6 separate regions of the Mus musculus genome follow, and regions 1, 2, 3, 4 and 5 are each linked to region 6. Evidence: chromatin contacts called from public HiCAR-type, HiChIP or PLAC-seq, Micro-C and promoter capture Hi-C data. All regions are on one chromosome and are shown on one strand. The core of a region is the stretch at or near the end of the contact, and the rest is flanking DNA. Distances in the headings are between cores, read along the strand shown.

What was found. Promoter capture Hi-C pulls out the DNA fragments that hold promoters and counts their contacts. A called contact is a pair of places that touch in the nucleus more often than the background predicts. HiCAR-type assays count read pairs that join an accessible place to other places. HiChIP or PLAC-seq counts read pairs in DNA pulled down with a chosen protein or histone mark.
Region 1: a HiCAR-type map of astrocytes shows a contact between it and region 6, with 4 times the contacts expected there. The contact joins the promoter of Tk2 here to the promoter of Cdh11 in region 6. A contact is called at or near these places in 6 of 39 promoter capture datasets (the 3T3-L1 cell line, hippocampal neurons, maxillary cranial neural crest and 2 more) and 2 of 115 datasets of contacts at active chromatin or transcription factors (astrocytes and embryonic forebrain).
Region 2: a contact with region 6 is called in a Micro-C map of embryonic stem cells, with 8 times the contacts expected there. The contact joins the promoter of Cmtm3 here to the promoter of Cdh11 in region 6.
Region 3: a contact with region 6 is called in a promoter capture Hi-C map of embryonic stem cells, with 5 times the contacts expected there. The contact joins the promoter of Bean1 here to the promoter of Cdh11 in region 6. A contact is called at or near these places in 3 of 39 promoter capture datasets (embryonic stem cells and hippocampal neurons) and 2 of 484 Hi-C or Micro-C datasets (both in embryonic stem cells).
Region 4: an H3K4me3 HiChIP or PLAC-seq map of neural tube shows a contact between it and region 6, with 4 times the contacts expected there. The contact joins the enhancer-like site here to the promoter of Cdh11 in region 6. A contact is called at or near these places in 2 of 39 promoter capture datasets (hippocampal neurons and liver), 1 of 484 Hi-C or Micro-C datasets (stem cell-derived motor neurons), 3 of 115 datasets of contacts at active chromatin or transcription factors (embryonic midbrain, embryonic stem cells and neural tube) and 1 of 9 other capture datasets (embryonic stem cells).
Region 5: an H3K4me3 HiChIP or PLAC-seq map of embryonic limb bud shows a contact between it and region 6, with 10 times the contacts expected there. The contact joins the enhancer-like site here to the promoter of Cdh11 in region 6. A contact is called at or near these places in 10 of 39 promoter capture datasets (the 3T3-L1 cell line, cranial neural crest, embryonic stem cells and 6 more), 13 of 484 Hi-C or Micro-C datasets (3T3-L1-derived adipocytes, cranial neural crest, embryonic fibroblasts and 3 more), 8 of 115 datasets of contacts at active chromatin or transcription factors (the NIH/3T3 cell line, craniofacial prominence, embryonic forebrain and 5 more) and 1 of 9 other capture datasets (embryonic stem cells).

What each region holds. Positions count from the first base shown.
Region 1 is chr8:104,246,962-104,249,964 of GRCm38.p6, forward strand. Tk2 (thymidine kinase 2, mitochondrial) reads right to left here and starts at 1,597. Exons shown (of 10, transcript NM_021028.3): 1 at 1,440-1,597; 2 at 686-723. The coding sequence starts at 1,572.
Region 2 is chr8:104,339,142-104,341,960 of GRCm38.p6, forward strand. It overlaps Cmtm3 (CKLF-like MARVEL transmembrane domain containing 3), which reads left to right and starts at 1,453. Exons shown (of 5, transcript NM_024217.3): 1 at 1,453-1,754. The coding sequence starts at 1,608.
Region 3 is chr8:104,169,231-104,172,336 of GRCm38.p6, forward strand. It overlaps Bean1 (brain expressed, associated with Nedd4, 1), which reads left to right and starts at 1,283. Exons shown (of 5, transcript NM_001141924.1): 1 at 1,283-1,774.
Region 4 is chr8:101,529,025-101,532,084 of GRCm38.p6, forward strand. No RefSeq gene overlaps it. Among named protein-coding and RNA genes, the nearest start is that of Gm32423, 60 kb to the right of the region's middle. Within about 2 kb of position 1,632, at least 1 of the 459 cell types and tissues checked has an H3K27ac peak or open chromatin away from gene starts, as enhancers often do. A contact at or near this core is called in neural tube, where this site is marked.
Region 5 is chr8:103,813,156-103,816,265 of GRCm38.p6, forward strand. No RefSeq gene overlaps it. Among named protein-coding and RNA genes, the nearest start is that of Gm39235, 92 kb to the left of the region's middle. Within about 2 kb of position 1,611, at least 39 of the 459 cell types and tissues checked have an H3K27ac peak or open chromatin away from gene starts, as enhancers often do. A contact at or near this core is called in craniofacial prominence, embryonic limb bud, nephron progenitors and 3 more, where this site is marked.
Region 6 is chr8:102,783,736-102,786,937 of GRCm38.p6, forward strand. It overlaps Cdh11 (cadherin 11), which reads right to left and starts at 1,376. Exons shown (of 13, transcript NM_009866.5): 1 at 1,161-1,376.

The DNA of each region.
Region 1 (3,003 bases), core at 347-2,846, 1.5 Mb after region 6:
CCTTACAGAAACGGGCCCTGACCACTTGGGAGTGACACACAACTGAAATCCCAGTGTTCAGGAGGGGTCGAAGCCGAAGGATCACAAGTTTGAGGCCAGCCTGGGGTGAGATGATCTCAAAGGAAGAAACTGAACCCTTGGGCTGGTGGTAACCAAAATACTGCTGCAACATTTAAACCTGTCTAACTTGCACTTCCTTTGACCTCACAGCCCCAACCCCCAGAGCCTGCCTGTCAAGCACCTCCTGACTGAGGCCACCCTGAGGTCCCTCGTGGATTCTCTGGTCTCCACTAGACAGCAGAAGGAAGTGAGAAGAACACTTCCCCCCACATCTGGGCGGGGCAATCGGCAGTGAAGCAAATAGATGCAATTTAAGCCGTTTAGATGGCTCGGTCAGCATCTTTGGCAGTTCACAAACACCTGAACATGAGTGCTTACTACCTGAATGCAGCTCGAGGCCCCACTCCCGCCCGTACACACAAGAAATGGCTAACGGTGATGGAATCTAAGGAGAGGAACCGGGCCACAAGAAGGAAGAGAGATTTGTGACCCTGGATATCGTCTTGGGTTTGGTTTTTCACTGTGCGCACCATTGTTTTTGTTCTCCGCCTCAAAAAAAAAAAAAAAAAAAAAAACAAAACCAAACCGAAATTACGCTGGAGAAAGCATGCAAAGAGAAACTTACCACTGCTTTTTTCTCCTTATCATTTTCTCTATCTTTATCTAAAAAAGGAAAGGAAATCGATGTTTCAATTATTCACTCTGCTCTGTGCTGACCTGATAAATGACCACACAGTCATTGCGTATGCGTGTTCCCTGGCTTACAAAAAATGTTTGCCATTCTTGGGACTCTCTACAGTTGGGTCCGTATGTGTCGCTGTACTGGGCCCAGGCCCATGTGTGCTTGCTTAGTTTCCTTTGCTCGGTACATTCTACTTTCCGTTTCACCTGGATTGTGTGCTTAGGATCTTCACAGCGCACCCAGGGATAACCTACACTCTGAGAGATTCCAAGGGTTGGGACCCAGGCTGTCTAGGCCAAGACTGGCAACACTGCCAACCCACCTGGCAGCAGCAGCCCGAGGCCAATGAAAGCTATGTCACCTGGCTTCCATTTCCGAAGAGAAAGATCCGCACTGCCAGCAAGAGGAGAAAGTCGCAAGCCTGAACCCGCCCCCTAGGTCCGCAGACACCTGCATCCACTAAGAGCTGATTAAATACAGCTCGTGCCCCAACTAGCCACCTCCCAAGCCTAAAGAATCTGACAATAAAAAATAAAAATTAAAAAAATGGGCCGAGAAGCCGCGTTTGAGCCCCACTAAGTGCCGATCCTGACAGTTCATTAGGGTCCCACAGTCCCCAGACCCTTCCTGGGGACTAGCAGGTGAGGGGGCGGGGTTCAGTGTGGCCCCTACGAGGTGGCACAAAAGCACTAGTTACCCGGAGGCCAGGCGCGGCGAGGTGCCCACAGCGGCCCGGCGCCCGAATCGAGGCTCCCGGGGCTCCCGGAGCTCCCCGGGCCCACGCTACGCAGGGACCGGGCAGCCCAACTACGCAGCGACCGCAGCAGCATAGTCCCTGGCTGATGTGCAAGTCCTACTTCCTTCCGGTGCGTCCTGGAGCCCCGCCCCACCCCTTGTCCGGCCCCGCCCCTTAAGGGATCCGCTAGTATTTCTCCCTCTAGGCTACACCGAAGAGATTCAAAGTGAGGATTTCCCCACTTACAGACCGCAGAATGGCCCTGACCCAAGTAGATTTAGAGAATGGATGGCATAATAATGCCGGGGACTGCTTAGTATATCCGATTACTTCCTTGGTTGCCGGCTCCATCCACACCTCGCACCGCCTACTCAGGATGTCCTGTATTTTCCTTCGAAAATACTCTGCAAGTAGACCTTGTCAAACTTGGGAACATTTTCCAAGCTTGTCCTTGGGCTTCAAAGGGCCCTCCTAGGTTTAATCCCCACCATCACAAAAAACAGTGTGAGGGACACAGGTGAGAGGGCCGTGAAAGCCATTGTTCCCAAATGTTACAGTCTTTGACATTTTCAACGTTTGGATTTTAATGTTCCTCGGGAAAGCATAACGAATATCTCCCCTGAATGAACAAAAAAGGGATAAGAAAAAAAGCATGTAAGGCCAACTTGTAAGCAAAAATAAGCTTGGGTACTATAATTCACCCATTCAAGACCAATAAGCCCAGATGTTGCCGCCTTGACTGTATATGGGCAGTTACAATGCGTGTAAAGAAGATTTCCACTTCTTCCAGGTGGCAAGATGCTGGCAGTCGTCTTGGGCAAAATGAAGAAAGACATTTTCTGGGTTTTGTTTTACTCTTTTAGATCTGTAACAAAAAAGCCATCACCCTAACAGGGCTTCCTGTTTATTTGCTAGGCACCTAGTAAAGGCAAATAAAATCTTCAAATTCAAAGTCGACAGTTGTGTGTGTGTGTGTGTGTGTGTGTGTGTGTGTGTGTGTGAGCGTCTTGGGGTGAGATTGTTGGTAACTGTTGATCAGATTCAGCCAAATGAACAGATCTTAGATGGGCAGGATCCAAAGAGATCTAAATGGACTGGGGTTGTGGGCTAGTTAATTCTTACCAAGGCAACACAAACTAGAAACACCTCGGGAAAGGGAGCCTCAATTGAGAAACTGGCTGCGGCAGATTGGCCTGTGCGCATGTCTGTGGAGCATATTCCTGTTGCTAATTGATGAAGGAGGGGTTTTGTTGTTGTTGTTGTTTTGTTTTGTTTTTGTTTTTTGCCTCCTTGCTATGGGCAATGCTGTCCCTGGGCAGGTGAGCTGCGGGTCTTTATGAATGAGCAAACCAGAGAACTACTGAAGCTGATAAACACTCTTAGTTCTTCTGCTTCTGCTTCTTCTGCCTCCGGTTCCAGCCTTGAGTTCCTACTTTGTCTTCCCTCCTGTAAGCCAAATAACCCTTTCTTCCCCCAAATTGCTTTTGGTCAGTGTTTGTTTTATCACAGAGAAGCAAACTAGGAC
Region 2 (2,819 bases), core at 203-2,702, 1.6 Mb after region 6:
CCAAAAACAGCTACAGTCACCTCTGGTCTCTATCAGCACCCAGACACAAGAAAATGCACACACACACACACACACACACACACACACACACACACACACACACACTGTTAGAAAGGACAGATGTACAAAGTCCCCGTGGCAAGAGGAAGCATCAATTTTCCTGAGGGTGCAGTGGGAGGGATCATGACTAGTGATCTTAGCGCATCCGGGTGACAAGGAAGAAAGCATTAGTCTCTTAAAGAGCCTCACGATAGTTAATGGGGCAGGAGTGCAGACTTAGTGGTATTAAGAGAGCATCCATGATGGGCTAGCCGTGGGGGAGAACAAGGATAATTCCAGATCTCTGGTTAGTCCAGCACAGAACGAACCCAAGCCTTGGGCAGCTAACGAAAGAGGCCAGGAAGGAGGATGGGCTGGCTGAGGCCTGACAGGAGCGTGGCCTGTAAAATAGAGGAAGATGGGCAAGCCAAGAACTAGCGGGAGGGTGGCCTGGGAAGTAGTAGGAAAACTCTGAGAGGAGCCAAGAAGGGGAAAGCACTCTGAAAGAACTGATCTCGCCTGGTTAGAGCCAAGCCTGGAGAGGACTTAGCGGAGATGGGGGTGGGGTATGGGGGCAGTGTCCCTGTCCTGGAGTTGTCTAGGCAGTAAGTTACTTCGAGCTTAAAGAGCAGAACCGCTGAGCAAGGACAGGTGGTCGCTTTAGGGGGCGCTCAGGGCAGATAAGTGGGTCTGTGTCAGTCAGGACGGGGGGGGGGGGGGGGGGGGTAAGGAGTCAAACGACAAAAGAAGACTCCAGGCCAGCCACACAGAGCAAACAGAGAGCTGGAGTGCGAGGGGACTGGGAGGATCTGGGTACAGAATCTGTGTCACCCCGGGACGTAGCAGAAATAGTGAGTGCGGGAGGTGGGGAGGTAGGTGCTAGAAGGCTGCATGGGAAGGGGTGCGAGAATGGGGCAGAAGATAGGTGGGGCAGGTAAAGGAGGTGGGGGGGGGCAGTAGAGGGGGTGAAGAATGAGAAGTGACCGGAGGATAGAGGGCCAAGGATAGTCGGAGGGGCAGTGTAGTGCAAAGATTCATGGGTGGGGAAGTGAGAAGAGCAGGGTCGGAGGGACTGTGGGGTGCGCCGGGGTTGGTGGGCGGGACAGGATCGAGGGGGAACTGAGAATGAAAGGACAAGGTGCAGGGAAGGATCCTAAGGCTAGTGAAGAGGCAGAGGAAGTAAGTGGAAATAGAGAAGACAGAGAGAGACAGACTGGACTACATCTGAGGGGCAATGAGGAGTGGTTGGAAGGATGGAGCAGGATATGGGCAGGACGTAGGCAGAGGGGGAGTGGGGGAGGAGGAGATGGGAGGATCCACAGGACGGATGGGTAAGGCAGCGTCCACGGAACACGGGGGCTGCGTAGAGAATGGTCGGAGGGAGGATGGGCGGGGCAGGGTTCGAGGGGCAGTTGTGGGTGGGGATGGGGGAGGTGGGCGGGACAGCGGAGGATGAGTCCCCGGCCTAGTCTAACTCCACTTTTTCTTCTTCCGCACAGCGGGTTTCCGCTTCCCTCCAGGGCGGTGGGTGAGGCAGTGAGGCCCAGGCTCGACCAGATAGCGCCGCTATGTGGCCCCCGGACGCAGAGCCAGAGCCCGATCCAGAGTCCGCGCATGGCCCCCGAAGTGGCAGGACAGTGCCGGGACTCCGAGCCCTGTTGCCCGCGCGCGCCTTCCTCTGCTCTCTCAAAGGCCGCCTCCTGCTGGCCGAGTCGGTGAGTGCGTGTGCTCCCCGGGTGCGTGAAGCCCGGTACCCGCGCCCCAGCCTGGGGCCTTGCACCTCCAGCCCAGGAGAATTTGGACCACCGCCCCCAAGCTTGCTACGACTTCTCTGTAGCGGAGCTCGAGTCAGAATCAGGCCCGAGCCGTGTTCTTCCCGGATTCTCCAGTCTGCGAGGCCCTCGAAAGGGACCAGAAGTCAAGGGTTTGGGGTCCTGGTCCCCGCTGGAGCCGCAGCTCGGCTGCTGTGTGACCTCGAGCGCCTCCGCCCTCTCTGAGTCCCCGGGACTGCTGCGCTCGCTAAGCTTCTTCTGGCCTCGCCCGCCCTGCACACCCTCCCACCTCCTAGGCTGAGACCTAGCCGCCTGTGTGGTGAAGATCCTACGGAGTGGGATGTGCCCCCGGGGAGTGGGTGAGGCAGGGGCCACGTAGTGAAGACACAGGCGGACCACTGTTTCAGGGTGGCGAGCCTGCGGGGTGACTTCATGCCCTCCTTCCCCCCTCCCGCGCTGTACTCCTTCCTCCTCCCTGCTTGTCCCCACCCGGATAGGAAGGTCTCCTTTGTCCTCCCAACACTCATCATCACGTGTGGGGCGGGAACTGGCATGGAGCCTATGGAGATGGGGAGAGGGGTGGGAGGAGGGACGGTGGAAGGAGGAAACAGACCATAGTGACAGCCACTTGTTGCTCAGATACCTAGCAACTTAATATCCGACCTGCTCCCACTTCGAGTTGGGGATAGGAGAGACAGTGTCTTTAACTGCTAGGAAACTTGGCAGGTGACTCATCCAGTGACCTTGAGGATATCCTTGAGGGCAAAAGGGGGGTTCTGCCCCAGGACCTCTCCGTTGTACCCCAGGACCTACTAAGGAGCATCAACCCTGAGGTCTCCGGTAGAACCTAATACTTTGTTCCTAAATGAGGTGCCAAGCGGACCTAGAGCCCATTTTCTGGCCGTTTCAGATCTCTGGAAGCCTCTGGGAGGCGTGGGGCGGGTCTTTGAATCTACTGGCCACTGGCTTCAGTCCTACCTGCCCAGTACCCCTTCATGGAAAAGGAGT
Region 3 (3,106 bases), core at 33-2,532, 1.4 Mb after region 6:
GTCTTGGTGCAGTGGGCAGAGCTGTGGCCTCTAGTCCTAGCTCCCTGGTTTGGACCTATCCTGGTCTTTTGTTTGTCCACAAAATAAATGAAATGTCTGGGTTTGGACAACGGGCCCACCCAAGCCTTTTCTGACCTCGCTGCTCAAACGGCTCAAGCTTCCCCCCCCCCAACCCCCAAAACAGACCCAGTGAGCTGAGATCAACCCCTCTATGTGTTCAGAAGGGAAGCCAGTCAAGGATGCTGAGTCCCAAATGAACGGTTGCCCACAGAGGCTGGGAGGGGCTCTAACCCTGACTCTCCACACCTAGCAAAGCTGAGGTACAAAGCCTTCTGCTTTCTCCTGGAGGCTGTTTTGTCCCCACCTCCCAGTTGGCGCCTGCAGCTGGCTCAAGTCTCTTCCACAAGGTCCCCAGGGCTCCTCTGCTTCCCCAAGGTTTTTATCATCAACATGTTCAACTCTTTGTCATCATGTTTTATTTTCAAGAACTGCCTTCCAGCCAGTGGCAGGCGTCAGAGTTTCAGGTGTCCTTCCTTCTTCAAACCTCAGCTCCCTCATCAATAAAGTAAGGGCTTGGAGAGGGTTGGCAACAACTCAATTTATGGATTCCCTGGTCAGATTTACCAACTGTCACCCTGGACAGACCCCTGCAGTCTCACTAAGATGTATCAGCCCTGAGGGACTCTCCCTGATGAGTAAATGTTCCAAGTGATTCTACCAGTAACTGTAGAGCACACCAGCATATTTAAATGTGCGATAAGCAGAGACCTTGTAATAATAACAGGCCTAGGAATGGGCTGCGGCATGCCAGAGGCCGCAAAGTGGGGTGCATACAGGGAAGGAGCTGGAGCCCAGGTCCCTCCCCTGAGCCAGGCATCTTCCAAGGTAGGCTTGCATCTGCCAAGACTGAGCACCAGGACAGAGGGCATCAGGTGGGCAAGGGAAGAAGAAAATAAGCCTGCTGATAGCTCAAATTGAAGGCCTTGGTCAAGCCTACGTGAAGAGAATTCGAACAGCTGGGAACCAGTGGCCTTGACGGGCTCCTCTGCCCAAACCAAAGGCCAGCAGCAGCCTGTGTCCCTTCTGCTGCCTCTACCCTGCCTTCTGCCCTTAGCTCTTGCCTCTGTCCAACCTTTCTGGCTGTCCATCTCTGACATATGGTTGGTTCACCCTTCTCTGCACGTGTCTGTCTGTCCACCCTTCACAAGTCCTCCTGGTGTGCCGGCCTCCCTACATCCCTCGGCCTCCCCGCCGCCCTGCCCCGCCCGCCCGCCTGCCCGCTGCCCGACGCTGTGTGGGTGTCGGGCTGGCTGTGCGCAGAGGGGCGCGGCTCGCCGCTCCCACCTCCTCCGCGTCCCCATCTCAGCAATGACCCGGGCCGTGGCGCCACCGAGCTGAGACCGGGGAGCCGCGCCGCCGCCGAGGAGGGCCCAAGAGGGTGACGGTGGAACGAGCGGCGGCGCGGGGACCGCGACGGAGGGACGGGCGGGGCTGCTGTTCCTGCTGCAGGGCAGGGCAGGGCAGGGCAGGGCCCCGGAGACCGCCGGCGGCTGTTTGCCCGCGGATCGAGGGCGCGGGTCCGTTCTGCCCGGCCCCGCCGGTGCGCCCCGCCCCTGCACGCACAGCAGGCCCAGGCGAAGCGGCTGGGACGCCCCAGCCCAGCCGGAGCGCCACGGCATCCGAGCGGGAGCCGGAGCCCGAGCGGGACCGGAGCTGGAGCCGAAGCTGGAGCCGGCACTGCGGCGCACGGAGCGGAGCGCCGCAGCCAAGCCGAGTAAGGGGCGCGGGGCGCGGGGAGGGCCGCAGACGGGGGTACCGCTGCTTATGCACGCAGCTGGGGACGCGCTGGGCGGCGGGGGACGTGGTCCCGAGCGGAACCTCAGCGCGCGAGGAACTGAGCGGTTTGCCCGAGACTCCTGCGGTTCCTGATCCCGCATCCTCCCCACACCCGAGAGGGTCACCGGGACCCGCGAATCCCCGGGGAAACGCGAGGAATCCGAGGTCTGCCTGAGTCTCAGACGAGTATCCTCCCGGGATGCAAGCCCATGACAGGGTCCCCAGCCCTGTGCCCTCGGTTTGGAGGGTCGCTGACCAGTCCACTCAAGAAAAGATACTAGGGCACACTCTTGTCTGGGGTGAGAGGAGAGGGACTGGGGTTTTACAGAGTTTGAGCCTGAACCCTCTCCCACCACCTTAAGCCAGGAAGTTTGACAATTCAACGGCCCAGTCACTTGGACCATGCCTCATTTTGTCTTACCTAGGATAGAAAGAGCATCCTTGCCGCTCCCCCCACCTACCCTCTCCCTTCATAAGGAAGACTTTCCTGTGCAGTCCCTTGCAAAGGACCCGAAGCTGAATCCGAGGTGGCAGTTCCTCTGACTACGCAGCACTAAGTGGTACCTGCCACTCTCCCCTTCCCAAGCTCGGCAATGCCCACCCTTGCCCCCCCCCCCGCTTCCTCCTTTCCTGGTTGTCCTTCGGGCTCTGTAGTCTAGGGACAGGTGCGTAGTATCGACCCTGGGCTACGTTTCTCAGCCACCCCTGTGCCAGCATGGGCAGCCAAACCCAGCCTGGGAAGGGACGAGCACAAGTGACATACTAGAGAATCGGGGAACTCTAAGAGTCCAAGTGCACCTGAGGGCCAACAGACGGCCCTCTAGACTCTCCTCAGTGATAAGGACTGCTTACTAGATGACTTCACCACTGAGTGACTCAGTTTCCCTCTTTGAAACGTATGCATGATTCTGTTTAGTAGACTGTGCAGGGTCTTTGGAGCCATGAGACACTCTTTTAGCTGATTTCCCAGCTGTGTGACCTTAGGCAAGACACTTGACTTCTCTGAGCCTCAGTTTCCTTCACCTAAAAATGTATGGAAGATCGTTAGACGAGTCTTCTGCGGAACCTGACACACGTCTATCCATTGACTGCATTTGGCCACAGGTGTTTCCTGAGGCAAAGAGAGCTTGATGTGAGGCGACATGGTGCTCCCATCTTTCTCACCCTCTGCGTCGGCCTTTGGTTCCCTGTGAATCTCCTGACATCTCCTTGCAAAACAAGACTTTCCTTTAGCCTCTCCCTTTTTCGCAGGCGCGTGCTGACATCTTCT
Region 4 (3,060 bases), core at 382-2,881, 1.3 Mb before region 6:
CCTAATGGACAGAGTCCTTGCCCTTGTTTCATAAAAAAAAAAAAAAAAAAAAGGATGTCAAGTAGAATATTCACAGAAAAGTTTCAATATGTAAGGCAGGGCTTATTCCATTGACATGCGCTGGAATAAAAATTCATTAGAATAGTATAATAGATAAATCTATCAACAGTGGAACAATGTACTTAACACCCGCTCAAGTGACCACAGCCAATCCCTTTTCATAGTTATATGATCAGCAGGACAATGAGAAATTATGAATATATGGATGAACATTATCAGTATTTAGCAGATTGCTGAGAAAGTGCTGTAAATTGCATGTCTGTTCATATTTAATAATTGTAGTGTTGCAGACTGTCTAGTATTTAATAATAGTAATTTGTGTACAGTTCATTATAGCTTCCTTCAAAACAAATAATGGTCTATGTGTACACAGTTAATTAATGGTTAAGGTCAATGATTTGAGAATAATGTATTATATCCTAATGTTAAATTGCATTACAAATTCTATTTGCCTTATTCCTTTGCTGATACTTCAGTAAGTTAGCTATAATGTGATGTAGTCTGAAAAAAAAATCAATGAAGCTTTTTATGGGCCTATCTCACAACATTCTAAAGATATTTATTAATGTTATTACAGTTAAGATACAGGGACCTAAAGCAGATAATGTTGTGAATGAATAGCTACTGCACTGCATGGTGAGCTCTGTTTAAATCAGGATCAGGGAAGGTAAAGCCCAAAGGAGAACATCAGCCTGATAATGTTTAATAAAAGAAGAAGGAAGGGCATTGAAGAAGATTTAATTTTAATATTTGTTGATCAGCATATTTTCTTTTGCAAATTTAGCACATGGGTACAGTATTTACTTCATACTCCCCTGCCTTTTCCTTTTTATAATTCCTCCAGTGATCCCACCCCACCCCACACTCTTTCTCTAGTTCATGTTCTTTTATTCTCTTGTTGAGCTACATGCAACAATAGAATTTTAAATCAAAGAGAAAGGACTTCATGATTTGTTGTGTAGTATAATTTTGACAAGATTTTCCACACACAAAAAAAATTCAGTTGGGGATATAGTTCTATGGGTAAAGCCCTTACTGTACAAACCTGAGGACCAGGCCTTGAACACTATAAATCACGATAAAGGTGAGGCATGGTAGCAGGTGCTTGTATTCTCAGTGCTTTGGAGATGGAGACTAGAGGAATGCTGAGGCACACTAAGCAGGCCAGCACACCCAGGCCTCAAGGGCAGCACTAGGTTTCAGTGAGAAACCTGAACACCAAGGTAGATAAATCTGAGAAATGATACCCAACGTTAACCTCTGACCTATCCAAGCACAGGCACAGAAGTGCATTCCCATCAATGTCATCACATATAAGGAAAAGTTCTTGTGTGTATTCTGCTTCGTGGAAGCTACACCAGCACTTGCAGGGCATACTTACACAATGGTTGTCATTCAACACCCATTACCAAGGAAGTAGTAAGAAAGCACTAGACACATAGTGTTCAGTAATTAAGACAGAGGCAGTGTCCTCATTGTGATCACAGCTTGGAGCACATCAGAACCCATTTAAGATATTCTGTCCATTTTCAAAGAAGAAACCATATCTCATGTAAGCTCTCTTAGTCACTCTTTCACTCCCAGATAAGAAATTCCTCCATGACAGGAGTTGTACATGTTCTCTCCAGTGCCTCTGGTGTTAGGAATTGTCAGTGCAGCTGAATGAATATTTCCATCACTATAAGCGTTGGTTGCATTACCATATTAAGTAAAAATGAAAACAGCATATTTTCAGATATGTTGTTTTAAAATCATCCTTTTACCCTACCCGTTCTTTCTCCCATTCTTCTTTTTCCCTTTCATTCCCTGATAGGCTAACCAGACATTCAACATCACAGACTCCCAACACAAAATTCAAAGCATTGTGTGTCAGTGGACTCCTAAGTTATGAACAGAAATTATAGGAAGATCATCTATATCTATATCTCTCTATCTCTATCTCTACCTATATAATTTATTTTCAGTTGACAACTTCTCAAAGCCTCAGCATTCTTTTTATAAATTTAAATTTTAAAAAAGCCTTTTAAAATTCTCTGACATAAACAAACATAATTTGAGTGATTAATGTGATAAGAAAACCATTCATTTCATGTCACTCTCTGATCCCAGTTCCTGAACTCTGTTCTTCCTCCTGACAAATGCTAAGTGGGATCAGCAAGACAAGTTCTCCTTACTACATCCTAATATAATTTGTGTATATACTTCACTGATCTAGGCAAACATAATTGCAATGTCACTTTAAATAAAAGATAAAATGTCATATTTCTATAGTGGTTTCCGGATAGCTGAATTCTTATAGACATAATTCCCAGAAATGTATATTTAGTCCATGCACAGCTAGTACATTATTTCAGTAATACGCGTGTGAGCAATTTGTATAGCTTAGTATTACCTACTGTTCTCAAATTAATTGATTAAAATAACAGCAGATACCAGGAAGCCCCTGCATGCCATCCAAGTTTCTTTTTCCTTCTTACAAAAGATATTGAATTTTTTAAACAGTTGTTGTAAAGCAAAGCAGAACATAAACCTTAACAGCAGATTTTTTTCAACCATGAAGTTATTTATAAATTATTGTTATTCATAGCCTATCCCTGAGCATTTTAAATAGCTATAATTCAAGTTGTTTTATCTTTGCAATCAATACTTCTGTTGCTAGGAACTCCTGCCTTTACACCAATTACACAATTACACACACACACACACACACACACACACACATATATATATATATGTATACATACATACATATATATATATAAACAAACATACATATATATGTATATGTATATGTATATGTATATGTATGTATGTATATATATATATATATATATATATATATATATATATATATATAAAGTTGAAAAAATATAATTAAATAGGAAGGCCTCTTTCTGAGTATATGTCATATTATACTACTTGCTAAAAGCTTCGGGAAATTATAAAATGTGATGTACCATCTATACCAACCCTAATGGTTCTATACATTGTACCCATTCA
Region 5 (3,110 bases), core at 361-2,860, 1.0 Mb after region 6:
GCTGTCTATCTCTTATCGGGGAAGCTTTTGCGGGGATAGCAACCTACCTGTCAGTACATGAGAGGCACAGTAGTTCTGGGTTGCTGTAGAGATGAGGACCACTGACCATCAACTGTTAATCTTGACTGCCAGCTAGAACTAAATATCTAAGTGTGTCTGTGGAGAAGTTTCTAGGCTGGTTAAATGAGAAGCCCCATTCCATGAGCTGGGATCTCCTAAAAAGCAGGGGTGGGAGGGGGCTGGGGCAAAGGCGACTAAGCAACAGCATTCAGTACTCTCTGCTCCCTGACTGGGGATACAATGCAGGGAGCTGCCACAAGCTCCTGCCATCTTGACTTTCTCACCTAGGACTGCAGACCCAACTAAGTTGCTCCTCCTTTAAGTTGGTTTCGTCAAGTATTCTGTCACAGAAGGAGATAAAGCCACTAATACACCCAAGCACAAATGTATCGAATAACAGGAAGGCACCCGAAGCAGCCAGGCATGGACTTCCCAAATGACTCTGAGGGAGTCTTAGTACTCCCTCGGAGTACTATGTACTCATAGTCTATAGTACTCATCTATAGAACAGGTGAGCTCCTTCCTAATCAGAAACTAAACTTGATGGGAAGAGCCCAGGCTGGGTGTTGTCGTGTTTTATCTTAAAGCATGCAGGAACTGCCTTAGCTCCTCCAGTCAGGGTAAGAATAGCCGCTCAAGACGAGTCTGAGCTACCCACCCTGCTCCACGTCCTTCAAGGAGAACCAACCCAATCTGTGTCTCAACTCTTTGGTCCCAACTTCAAATAAGTAGGGATGTTTCTGTGGCTTCCTCGCAAATAGCTTGTAGTCTCAGATCAGAACGGAACGGAATGGATGCTCTGAGGCATGCTGGGAGTTCTGCCAGTTTGGAGGAGGGGTAGATAATTAAGGAAATCATGGTGAATTAAGCTTTCTGCAATGAAGCGCAAACATCTTTTCACAAACAGCGGCACCCTGTTAGCTTATGTTTTGCCAGAGAGAGAGGCAGGGTCTATCCACCGGGGTTTTCAGCCTGGTAAAACACATCTGGCTAGGAAGCCAAATATTTAAGGGTCATTAAAATCCCAGACTCCCTTTGCCAAGAACTTTTCTCCTTTGTTATTCAAGTGCAGAGCAGTTATGGAAAATGCATCCCATATGGTTTGTGAGGCATTCCTATTTACTCCACCAAACCGCGGCTTTGAAAGAGCTTTTTGATGTCAAAGATGCGTTCAGATTTTATAGACTTTTCCAGTACAGCTTTTAAGGCATCTCCCTTTGAACCCGAAATATTTGCCAAGAGTAAACAGAACCAAAAACCACAAGGGGTCAAGAGCTTTGTTGCAAACTAAGACCTCAGCTTTATCTAGAGCTTCCAGAGGTTTGAGGCCCCACCCCCAAAAAAAGCTTCACAAAAGATCATGTTTCCTGCATAAGTTACATGAAAATAAATACTCTAATGTATTCCTATTTTATTAATAACGTAACACCCTCACCCACCACCTCCCACCAAGAAGCAAGGATGGAAGATAGTCACACACTTAAACTATTAACAGAACTTTGGAAAGTTGGAAAAAAAATAAAAATGTCTCCAAGTCAAAAAGCAGAGTGTATTTATAAATTCTTTTTCAGTGAGGGTTTCTCCACTGTAATGGGCAAAGCAAACAGGCACAGACCTCGGAAGAGCTTGAAGATCCTGGAGCACACAGACCTTCCAGGGCTCTCAGAACAGAGAGAGTGTTTGAGAATAGTTCCTTTTGATAGATGGGGAAACTGAGGACCAGATCCCTGCATTGGCCAACAGCGGAATCCAGGACTTGGAGCTCCCAACCAGTCTTCTTTCCTCTCTTCCTCTTCCCATTCTCGCCCTTCTCCCACTCAGCTTCTGTGACCTTAGGGGCATCCTCCAACACATGTCTCCTCTGTCCCTTAAGTTCTTTCTCCACTCAGGGAGACAGTGCCTTCTTAGGTCATTCACGAGCATCTACTTAGGATTCCATAGGTGTACATGAGTGTCTGAGCAAATCTTTCACCACTTGCTCTACCACAGCACCACTCGCTGCCTTCCTAACCTAGACCCCATTCTCAGCACCGGTGTCTTCCAACTTACTCGGTCCCACCCACTCTGCTGTCTCCTGGCCCTGAGTTCACATACCTTATTGCTGACCCAGGACCTTTGCTCTGTACCCCTCTGTGACCCCTTTGCTTCTCTGCACAGTGGATCTTACAGTTCTTAGCCCAGGGGCTTCTTTTGTAGCTATTGGATGTAAAGCAGGGTGTCTGCACAGTGACTCCTATGTGCACAGTGACTCCTATGTGCACAGTTATTGGCTGCTGAACACACCCTTCCCACTCAAACTGGACAGAGAGCTTCAGAATATCATGTCATGCAAAGGGACCATGTGTCATTTCCTGCTGCAACCTGAGGGTGCAACATAATGCTAAGCTGGAAGCATAGCTTATTAGGACGCCTATCTCCTGGCCTGGGCTCCTCCTATTGGCCAGAAATAAAAGAAGGAAAAAAGGATGGAAGGAAAACAGGAAAAGGGAGGGTGAGAGAAGGAGGATAGAGGAATGAGGTGGAGAGGGAAGTGGCTCACTGTGTTTAGAACTTAAATAGTCTCTGCTTTTTCTACCTCTTTCAGGAGCATCCTTCCGTTTCCCACTGAGGCTCTGCATTCCTCTGACTTTTTCAGTCATTTGTCAACCAGTTCTCAGGTCCCCCAGGTACTCTGAGATGCCAGGGTCTCCAGAGGAAGTCTGAAATTTTAGTTAGAATCATAAAACCTGAACTTACAAGTAACAAAATGCTTTAGTGGTGGCAACTGAAGCAGCTATTTGCCATGAGAGGGGACCCAGGAAAAGGTGGAGACTGCAAATCTTGGTAGAGATAACCATACTGCTTTGTGCACCTCACGGAACTACGGGGATAAGCATGGCTTCTGAACATGCCTGCACCGTAGCCTCAGTTTTCAAAAGCTCCAGTGGGCGTCTTCCTGTTGCTTGACTTGGCTCCTTCAGATCTCAAGTGTCATCCTTGAAAGGTCACATCTGTACTTTTCATTTGTGTTTTTATGAGCGAAAGGAAGCTCTTGGGATCAGCATAGGGCC
Region 6 (3,202 bases), core at 126-2,625:
GAAATTCCTGCTGCATTATTAACAAAAAGCAACAGGGCTTCTTCGAACATCTAGCGAACCTTTCACCCGCTGAAGGCAGGAGTGCGGAGCCCGGGTGAAATCCGGGCCTTGGCAAGAGAGAGAATAGGAAGCCTCCTGGGTCCCACTTTCTCCGGGGACCAGGAGCGAAAAGACCCTGCCAAGGCTAGGCTGGGTTGCGAGGGGAATTGGATGCTCCCGCAGCCTCCAGCTTCCCGCTGCTCCTTGCTCTCAGCACATCCCGGCTGGGAGGCCAAGCACAGGGAGGGAGGCCGATTGTGAGGAAACAGTGGAGGCTTGGAGCGCTCCGAGAGGAGGCGCAGGCTTTCCGGGAAGGTTTGATTCTCAAAGTTAACATTGACCCTAGAAAGCTTCCTCCAGTCCAAGCCCGAGTCTAGTCTGAGTCTGAGCCGCTCACAGAGCATTCCCTGCATCACTGGGAGGTTAGGATAGGTGACTGAAGTCCCCGAAAAGGCGGGGGCTGGAGGGGCTAGCTCACACCGCAACCCCCAGCCTCTGAGCCGCAGTCCACAGCCCCCGACCCACACTATCAAAGTGCGGCCAATCCAATCGCCGCTCCCTCCCGGCCGCCGGCTATCTTCTGGGCTTCGACCGCACTCTCTACACAGGCACCGGGTCTAGGGGAGCTCTTTAGGAAGGCGCGGGAGGATCCCCTCTAGGAACCCCGCAGAGAGCGATCTTGTCTGGGGAACAGGCGCAGCGCGGGCGGGCACCGCACAGGGGTCGACTTTCCCTAGAGACATCACGGGAGCAGTCTGCGTGTCCAGAGCTCCGCTCTGCAGTTCCTTGCCCCAACCCAAAGCAATCCCCCTGTGCTGAAGCCTTGGTGCAACAGCCCCTCACCCCGGGGGGGGGGCAACAATCAAAGAACCGGGGAGCGCACATCTGGCGCCTCAAACCCCTGCTCTGCCTGCGTCCACAGCAGGCTGCCTCCCTTTTCTCTGATTTTTAACCTCACCCCCCCCCCAAAAAAAAGCCCTTCTGCTTTGCTTTACTGATCTCCATCAGCCAGCAACCTCCCCCTTCCGCAACAGTCTCTTTCAGAAGCAATTCTTTCCCCTTTCTGCCTACTCCGAGAAGCCCCATCTAGATAGGGTCTAGAGCCGAGCAGAGCGCCTCACCTGGGGCCGTTGCGGGTGGACACGACCTCCTGGCCGGCTGTCCCTGGCACGGGGCGAGCGCAGCGGTGTCAGCCCGGGCCCCGGTCCGAGTCCCATTCACAAGTCGGCGGCGGCTGCGAGCGGCCCCCGCGGCATCTGCTCCTCGGCCCGCGACGCTCCCCTCAGCTGGCGGCGGCCGCGGAATGAGCCGCGGAGCGCGCTAGTGGCAGGAATGAGAAACCGGGGGGAGGTGGCGGGCAGGCGGGCGGGTGAGGGGGGAGGAGGAGGGAGGCCGACGCTGGGAGGGAAAGGGGGGCGGAGAGGAACCGAGGCTGCTAGACGCCGAGAATTGGGCCTGGAGGAGGCGATGGATGCCTACCCTGTCGGCGCTCCTCCCCCCCTGGGGCCCCGAGAGATGCCAAACCCAGGAATAGGTGGCCTGGCCGCCCCTCCTGCCCTGGGTCGCAGCGCTCCGTCTCCTGTGGGGGCTCAGACACAGTCTGGAGCGACTGAAGTTGGGCTCCGGGGATACACAGCCAATCAGGAAGGACGACGGAGGGAAGCTGGAGAGGGCTTGAGAGCCCCCATTTTCCTCTTTTCCTGAAATCCGCTCCAGCTGGACAAGCTAGGGCCTCAACCGGCCCGCCGGAGGATGGATTGGATGGAAGGCATTGCCCAAGTAGGGGAGGCAATCCGGAATTAGGGAGCGCATTCTAGGCTTTATCAGTTAGCACTCTGAAAATATCTCCACGTTGACCACTCCTGCCCAGTGCCCTCTCCCACGAACCTTCAGCATCCCGGTATCTATCCTTTGAGAAATCCGCTTGCGGGGAAATCGGTGAAGACACTAGACAGGGGCATTCGGACTTGAGAAGAATAGAGTTTTTCCTCAATGTTGTTCTACCCTACATGCAAAGCCTTCTTTAGGGTCAGCCCCACCAGGACAGAGTCTCTAGCTTCTGTTCCAGCCAATTACAAGCAACACCCCCATCCGGCAGTTTCACTTGTTGCCTCCCAGAATGGACACCACAGAGCCCCTCAAGGCCCCAAAGAGAATGCCATTCGACCAGAGGATGGGCCTACGTGAAGAATACCCGCACCCTGACTCAGCCCCCTGTTTATATCTTTCTCACGAGAACCCAGCAAAGGATACCCCAACCTGATTCCTGTCCACTTTACAGTGTCTGGGCAGAAGAACTGGATCTTCAAAAAAAAAAAAAAAAAGCGCCAGGGACTGGGCGGGGCGGGGCGCTCTTCCTACCTAGAGCAGCGTGGGGACCCGCACCGTGACTGGGAACTAAGGATCCATGCTTCAGTGGGGACCTTGGATTAGGACAAGTTTCCAGTCTGGAAGATGTTAGAAAGAGCAGAAGTAGAGTTTCCAATGGGCGAAGGATAAAAAGGGATTTTTTGAGGAAAGTCGCGGTGGCTTGGGAGTGGCGACCTCAGGAAAAGAACAATAAAATGACAAGGGACAAAAGCTGGACTATGCAGCAGAAGCAGGAAGACCTAAAGGGGGAGTTTAACAGGAATCAGAAGTTAAAAAAAGAAAAGAGGCCACCAATGGAAGAGAGCGCCAGGACCCAAAGCGCATGGGAAGGGCACTTGAGAACCCAGGGAGAACAAATGGTGGCTGAATCCCACCACCAAAGCACTTAGCCACCAGTCCTGGGGACCCGGAACTCTCACAGATCAACGGTCCCCGTCGGGCTCCTGGAAATGAGATCAGGAACCAAGGCGCAGACAAGACCGCTGGAATATCTGCCCTGTGCTTGCGTTTTCCGCAGCATCTCCAGGTCCCTGTGACACTGGGTGCCGCCCCTACCCCCCACCCACAGTAACCATACTGTTGGAAAGGAAGCGCCTGTCACTCCGTGTGGACGTGGCCTTTAAACTGCCCACTCTTTTGGGGAAAGGGGGCGCTAAGCTTTCAGCTACCCACTTCACTCATCTCCCAGCTTCCCTCTTCCCTCATTCCGGATCGTGCCCAAAGTTCCAGGCCTCCCACCGCCACCGCCACAACACACGCCGCCGCTGGTAGCAGCTGCTGGGCGCCGGAGGGG